Regions from separate parts of the Bos taurus genome. Here region 1 is linked to region 2. Evidence: chromatin contacts called from public Hi-C data. All regions are on one chromosome and are shown on one strand. Each heading gives the region's core, a stretch centred on a gene start, on an enhancer-like site or on the middle of the called end of the contact. The rest is flanking DNA. Distances are from core to core; before and after follow the strand shown. Region 1 overlaps FAM178B (family with sequence similarity 178 member B). Region 2 overlaps FAM178B (family with sequence similarity 178 member B).

What was found. A called contact is a pair of places that touch in the nucleus more often than the background predicts.
Region 1: a Hi-C map of liver shows a contact between it and region 2, with 7 times the contacts expected there. The contact joins two enhancer-like sites. A contact is called at or near these places in 4 of 11 Hi-C or Micro-C datasets (blastocyst, liver and skeletal muscle).

What each region holds. Positions count from the first base shown.
Region 1 is chr11:2,907,371-2,910,750 of ARS-UCD2.0, forward strand. FAM178B (family with sequence similarity 178 member B) reads right to left here. Exons shown (of 15, transcript XM_024999286.2): 7 at 2,175-2,280. Among named protein-coding and RNA genes, the nearest start is that of FAM178B, 29 kb to the right of the region's middle. Within about 2 kb of position 2,056, at least 50 of the 102 cell types and tissues checked have an H3K27ac peak or open chromatin away from gene starts, as enhancers often do. A contact at or near this core is called in liver, where this site is marked.
Region 2 is chr11:2,836,262-2,840,035 of ARS-UCD2.0, forward strand. All of the region lies in intron 14 of FAM178B (family with sequence similarity 178 member B), which reads right to left. Among named protein-coding and RNA genes, the nearest start is that of SEMA4C, 12 kb to the left of the region's middle. Within about 2 kb of position 2,275, at least 38 of the 102 cell types and tissues checked have an H3K27ac peak or open chromatin away from gene starts, as enhancers often do. A contact at or near this core is called in liver, where this site is marked.

The DNA.
Region 1 (3,380 bases), core at 806-3,305, 71 kb after region 2:
ATGGATTTGCACTTCTCTGAACTGGAGTCCTCATCAACAGCGTGAAGTACAGGGAGCCATGTCTACCTGGGATGTGTGTGTGCATGTCAATCACTCAGTCGTGTCTGACTCTTTGAGACCCTATGGACCGTAGCCCACCAGTTTCCTCTGTTCATGGGGATTCTCCAGGCAAGAATACTGGAGTGGGTTGCCATCTCCTCTTCCAGAGGATCTTCCCAACCTGGGGATGGAACTCCGGTCTTCTGCATTGGCAGGTGGATTCCTCACCACTGCGCCACTGGGGAAGCCCTCAACGGACACCTGGGTCACCGCTGCCAGAATCTTTCTGTCCTTGCAGCTCAGCACGCAGCCAGTCCTCAGCCAAGGTCTGCGAGAGAACAAGTGCTGCTGCTGCTGTGGGAAGAGAAGTTCCAAGCGGCAAGAGAACCTAAACCTCGGGAGTGAAGCGTCAGAGCCCACCCTAAGGCCTACGGGGTGGTCACGTGAGTGGGAGAGGTCAGCACCTTGCTCGCTCTTTCCCTCCAGAGACAAGATGTTGGGCGGGGTCTCCCGAGAAGACACCCCCAAGGCCAAGTGCACCCCTTGCATGGATCTGGCTTCAGCTTTTGTTTCTCCTTCCTGAAGATGGAGAGCCTGGCCTCCGGGTTGACATCATTCCTTCCTGATGGTGTCCAGGCCCTGGGCAGAGCAGCGGGTGGGACCAGAAGGACAAGGCAGGCCACGGGAGTTCCCCACTCGACCTTCACATGGGATTGCTGAGCCCAGTTTACGGAGTGAGAGAGAGAGACACAGCTACTGCTGCTGCTAAGTCGCTTCAGTTGTGTCTGACTCTGTGCGACCCCATAGACGGCAGCCCCATAGACGGCAGCCCACCAGGCTCCCCCGTCCCTGGGATTCTCCAGGCAAGAACATCAGAGTGGGTTGCCATTTCCTTCTCCAGTGCATGAAACTGAAAAGTGAAAGTGAAGTCGCTCAGTTGTGTCCGACTCTTCGTGGACCCCTTGGAGCCTACCAGGCTCCTCCATCCATGGGATTTTCCAGGAAAGAGTACTGGAGTGGGGTGCCATTGCCTTCTCCGGACAGAGCCGCTGTTAAATGACGGCCCACGTCACACAGTACTGGGTGGAAAAGCAGGGCTGGGGGTCCTCTGCTGCCGTGCCCCTCCCCCACAGGCGACAGAGGCTGGGGAAGAGACCAGGCGGGGCTTGTGCACACCTTGTGTCACACAAGAACCCTCTGTGGCCAGCATCTCAGACTGGCTCTATGTCTGTCATGTGCTGGGCAAGGAGAGAGAAGCTGCACTGACAGGACAGGGAAGAATGGCCACTGTGTCCCCTGTGTCGCCCGGAGCCTGGGGGAGCAGCAGGGAGGGGCAATGGGGAAGGACCCCAGTGGGAAGGAGAGCTGGAGGGCTGTTTCTGGAAGGCAGCCAGTCTGCCGAGGCTGAGGAGTCCCAAGAATAATCCGCCCCGCATGGCGGCTCTAATTTACAGCCCGGGTCCAGGCTCCAACTGGCAGGAATGAGACCAGCTGGAGCTTGGGACCTGCTGTCCCCGGCAGAGATGGTCCAGGGTGGGGGCCAAGGCCTCATCCCCGTGCCCTGCATACAGATCCCAGCAGCTGGTGCCTGGGCTTTCCCTGCTGGCTGCTCCTCGCTGTCTTTCTCTGTGTGAAGGTTCCGAGCCTAGGGCAGAAAGCAATGTTCCACCAAGGCAAAATGTTCTGGCAGTGACCAGAAAAAAGGGAGGTGAAGACAGAACAGCTGTTCTAGGCTTTTCCAGCTGACCCACAACTCCACAGCGAGCACCCCAAGCTCCATATCCACGAGGGCCCCTCACACCTGCAAGACCGCAGCCCACGGGACGAGGGCCCAGACCCGGGGCCTGGAGAATGGCCTGCACACAATGGGAGCACCTGTTGAGCAGGAATCACAGAGAGGCAACACTCTGCAAGGCATACGCGCTGGGGGTTCCCGGCGTGAGGTACAGGCCGGTGCCTGCACGTTCCTTACTCCATCACCACAAGTCTCCCTCCCTCCTCCAGCCTCAGCGAGGACCAACCCAGCAGCCCCACGGGCAGGAGGGGGATGGGAGCCCCGCCCCGCCGGCCAGCGGCCCTTCCCCGGGTGCTGGGCCGGCTCGCTCCCGCCACCTAGCGGCAGTCGCGGTCCTCACCTGTAACAGCCACCGGAACAGGGGTATGGGGCGGTCGCCCACCGGCAAGTAGACGCTGCTCAGGAGGCCCTGGCGCAGGAAGGTGAGCTGCCGGGCCGGCGAGGACCTGCGGGGGCAAAAGGACAGAGCGGGAGGTCAGGGAGGCGACCCTCCTCCGTGACCCTCTCAGCGAGGCTGAGCGGGGGCGTCCGGATTTCAGCTTCTCCGGGACTAGAAGCGGTCACTGCTGTGGACAAAGACGCTCAGTGCAGGCAGCTGCTGGAACAGAAAACAACCCACAGCGCCATTCAGAATCATCTGCTGCCCACGAACACGTCTCACGATGTCTTTTGCTTTTTTTTTTTGGCCGCGCCCTGCCAGGCTTGCAGCATCTTAGTCTCCCCGCCAGGGCTAGAACCCAGGTGCCTGGCAGTGGAAGGGCCAGGGAAATTCCCCTCTCAGTGTTTTACACACAGGACTGGGGAGAACAGTTTGGTTTTCCTGCGTGATGGAGGGGGAAACTGAGGTGCTGACCAGTTTTGAGAAGGGTCTGGGTTGTGATGAGGAGCGTGCCCGGGAGCCTCGCCTCTTAGCCCGGCTGCAGCCGGGGGACAGGATTACAGGGCAGGACAGGCGGCGTGGGGCGGGCGTCTGGGTCCGGTTACACAGAGCATGTCTGCCCCATCTTGTGTTTTTCCAAAACAAAGGGGACACCTGAGAAGACGGGAAAAGAACAGGCAGGGGCCCAGGACGGGGAGATCTGGGGAAGGAAATAACTGAGGGTGGCAGAGGGGGTCTCAGGAAACCATGTGAACAGCAACGGTCCTGACCGGGGGGCGGAGCGGGGGTGGAGGGGCACCCCGGGAGGGGGACCCCCGTGCTTCTGGGGCCATGATTTCATGGCAAGCTATCAGGCCTCACCCTTCTGCCCTGAGCTGCTGGCAAGGGGAGGAGCCCTGGTTTGAGCTCACTGTCACCCTGGGAGATCACCTGGACCCATGGGACCCCAGATCCCCGACAACGAGGAGTTGATGTATTTTGTGTGATTTTCGGGCCTCTGGTGGAAGGTGCCGGACTTCACTCCCCTCCTGTACTCCTGGCATTCTGGGGAAGTTGGGTTTGGGGTTGAATCCTCCCTAGAGGACAGGGAAGATTGGCATGCTAAAGTCCATGGAGTCACAGAGTCCAACACAACTTAGCGACTGAATAACAACAACCTAATACTCT
Region 2 (3,774 bases), core at 1,025-3,524:
GGGATTGGAAGGAAAGCTGACCTTTTCCAGTCCTGTGGCCACTGCTGAGTTGTCCAAATTTGCTGGCATATTGAGTGCAGCACTTTCACAGCATCATCTTTTAGGATTTGAAATAGCTCAACTGGAATTCCATCACCTCCACTAGCTTTATTCGTAGTGATGTTTCCTAAGGCTCACTTGACTTCCCATTCCAGGATGTCTGGCTCTAGTGATGTGAGTGATCACATCATCGTGATTATCTGGGTCATGAAGATCTTTTTTGTATATTTCTTCTGTGTATTCTTGCCATCCCTTCTTAATATCTTCTGCTTCTGTTAGGTCCATACCATTTCTGTCCTTTATTGTGTCCATCTTTGCATGAAATGTTCCCTTGGTATCTCTAATTTTCTTGAAGAGATCTCTAGACTTTCCCATTCAATTGTTTTCCTCTATTTCTTTGCGTTGATCGCTGAGGAAGGCTTTCTTATCTCTCCTCGCTATTCTTTGGAACTCTGCATTCAGATGCTTACATCTTTCCTTTTCTCCTTTGCCTTTATTGTCACCCTGCTTATTTAACTTATATGCAGAGTACATCATGAGAAATGCTGAATGAAGCACAAGCTGGAATATAACCTCAAATATGCAGATGACACCACCCTTATGGCAGAAAGCAAAGAACTAAAGAGTCTCTTGATGAAAGTGAAAGAGAAGAGTGAAAAAGTTGGCTTAAAACTCAACATTCAGAAAACTAACATCATGGCATCTGGTCCAATCACTTCATGGCAAATACACGGGGCAACAATGCAAACAGTGAGAGTCCTTATTTTTTCGGTTCCAAAATCACTGCAGATGGTGACTGCAGCCATGAAATTAAAAGACGCTTGCTCCTTGGAAGGAAAGCTATGAACACTCTAGACAGCATATTAAAAAACAGAGACATTACTTTGCCAACAAAGGTCCGTCTAATCAAGGCTATGGTTTTTCCAGTAGTCATGTATGGATGTGAGAGTTGGACTGTGAAGAAAGCTGAGCGCTGAAGAATTGATGCTTTTGAACTGTGGTGTTGGAGAAGACTCTTGAGAGTTCCTTGGACTGCAAGGAGATCCAACCAGTCCATCCTAAAGGAGATCAGTCCTGGGTGTTCACTGGAAGGACTGATGCTGAAGCTGAAACTCCAATACTTTGGCCACCTGATGCAAAGAACTGACTTACTAGAAAAGACCCAGATGCTGGGAAAGATCGAAGGTGGGAGGAGAAGGGGACAACAGAGGATGAGATGGTTGGATGGACATGAGTTTGAGTAAGCTCTGGGAGTTGGTGATGGACAGGGAAGCCTGGCATGCTGCAGTCCATGGGGTCGCAAAGAGTTGGACAAGACTGAGTGACTGAACTGAACTAAGGTGTGGGAACAGCAAGAAGGAATAAGTAATTCTGAAGAAAAGCCCTTTAAATCACCTTTTATAAGTTGATTTTCCAAAGGACAACACCTACCTGGAAGGATGACTGGGAGCATGTGAGGGTGACCCCTGCAGGTGGGCCTAAGTGAGCGGAGGCCCTTTAGGAAAGACTGCTCTGATTGAAGGGAATAAGGTACCACCTGTGGTCAGAAATCAGGACCCAGACAGCAGTCTTGACAGTGGTGCTTTAGGAAAAAGGGGGCTTCCCTGATAGCTCAGACAGTAAAGAATCTGTCTGCAATGTTGGAGACCAGGATTCGATCCCTGGGTTCAATCCCTGGGCAGGGCATGGCAACCCACTCCAGAAATCTTGCCTAGAGAATCCCATGGACAGAAGAGCCTGGTGGGCTACAGTCCATAGGGTTACAAAGAGTCAGACGTGACTGAGAGGCTGAACACTCTAGAAAAAAGGACTTTGTTAGCAGCAGAGTCGCGTAGACCATTCCTCCACTCATACCCCCTAGACCCGCGGTCTCTGCTTTGAGGGGACGGGGAGAGGTAAGGCAGTGTGTGTCCTCTGGTTCAGACACAGGGACAGACCAGGGCACTGGGGGCCTGCCAGGATTCTCCTGAACCCCCAGCCTCCCCCAGGCTCCTCTCCCCAGCCCTGTTTCTGTGAAGGTCAGAATGTGAGCGCAGAGGGGGCTCCGGGAGGCCCTCCGGGGAGATGGGGTGGTTCGGGTTGGGCAGGAGACAGTGAACAGCCAGGTGTGAGGGCTGCGTTTCCTGCTCCGTTTGAGCTGTGACCAATTCCTGAACTCAGCAAGCCCCATCCTGTCCTGCTGGCACCACAGAGACGTAGGGAAGGGAAGCTGGGCAGAGGCCAAGCCTTGGCAGGCCAGGGCCGCAAGCGCTTGGTGGCCCTTCCTCCAGCCCGCGCTCCCTTTGTTTGTTGTTGTTTCATCGCTCAGTTGTGCCTGACTGTTTGCGACCCTGCGGACTGTAGCCCGCCAGCTCCTCTCTCCTTGGGATTCTCCAGTCAAGAACACTGGAGTGGGTTGCCACTTCCTTCTGCAGGGGGTCTTCCCAGATCCAGGGACCAAACCTGAGTTTCCTGGGTTAGCAGGCGTGTTCTTTAGCCCTGAGCCACCTGGGAAGCCCAGGTCCTCAAGGGCAGGTGTGTTTGTGTATGTGGGGATAGGGGTCGGCGTGGCTTCAGGGTCACCCAGCAGTGCGGGGGGCATGCCCCTGGTAGGGGTTCGTGTCCCTCCAAGCCTGGACATCTTGTCTGTAGAATGGGCCCCTCCCCAGCTCCACAGCTCAAGCCACCCAGTCCCTCCAGACTGGCCGTGAGTGGAGGCTGAGAAGCCCCCATGGGAAACAGGGCCTGGAAACCTCAGTCAACAACTTGGGGAGAGGCAGAGTCTGAGACACGGGACGTGCCTGAACCCAATGCTGACAAGAAAGGACGGTCCCTTTCCACCGCGGCCAGCGGAGCCTGCGGCTTCCATCTTCTGGGTCTGGTGGGCGGGCTTTTCTGAGAAGAGCTGTGCTGGATGCCTCCTTCCCGGCTCCAGAGCCTGGAGGCCGCCCTGTCCTCCCCCTGGGGAAGGATGACAAGGCAGAGAGATAGGAGACAGGCCCGCAGGGCTTGTCACCGTGAGGGGCTGGGGGAGGGGAAGGCCACTGCCTCCTTTTCTGGTCCAGCTAGTTCCAACCCGGGAACTGCTGGCCAAGTCTCCGTTTGTAGAGCTTTCGTCATAAGACGAAGGGAGAAAGGGTGGACGTTTCCCAGGAAATTCATGCTTTAGAAAATTCCCCTCTAGCTAATGCCAAGGGAGCTGGCTGTGCGTTATTTACCCTAAGAAAGGGCAGAGAGGGGGAGGGAGAGGATGTCCCAGGGAGCCTCGAGAACTGTGCAGTTTCTCCCACCTCGGATCTGACCAAGAGCCTAGGATCACCCGAGGTAACCCTTTGAACCCAGCCCCCTCCCCAGACGCTGCCAGCCTGGGGCCCGGGTGAGGGTGGGGTATGGGAGACCTTGCCCTTGGTTGGAGGATCCTTCAGGAGCAATCCAGCCAGGCTCTGGGGTGGCTGCTGTGGGGGGTGGGAGGTGGGAAAACTCAGGCTGACCAACGAACACCCGCTGGGAAGGACAGACTGACTCAAAGGACCTTCTAGCCAGTCTGCCGGGGCCCAGGAGCACACGATGCACAGGCATGGTTCAGCAAGCTGGCCTTCAAAGCCGACTGCTGCCCGGGCCCCTGCCTGGGGTGCCAGGACCCCAGAGCAGCTCCCCTGGGCTCGCTGCTCCATGCTCACAGGCTCTGGGAGAGAGGCTGTCCTGGGGCCACAGTCCACTCTGCTCTCAGCCCCATTTGGAACACCTGTGCCATAG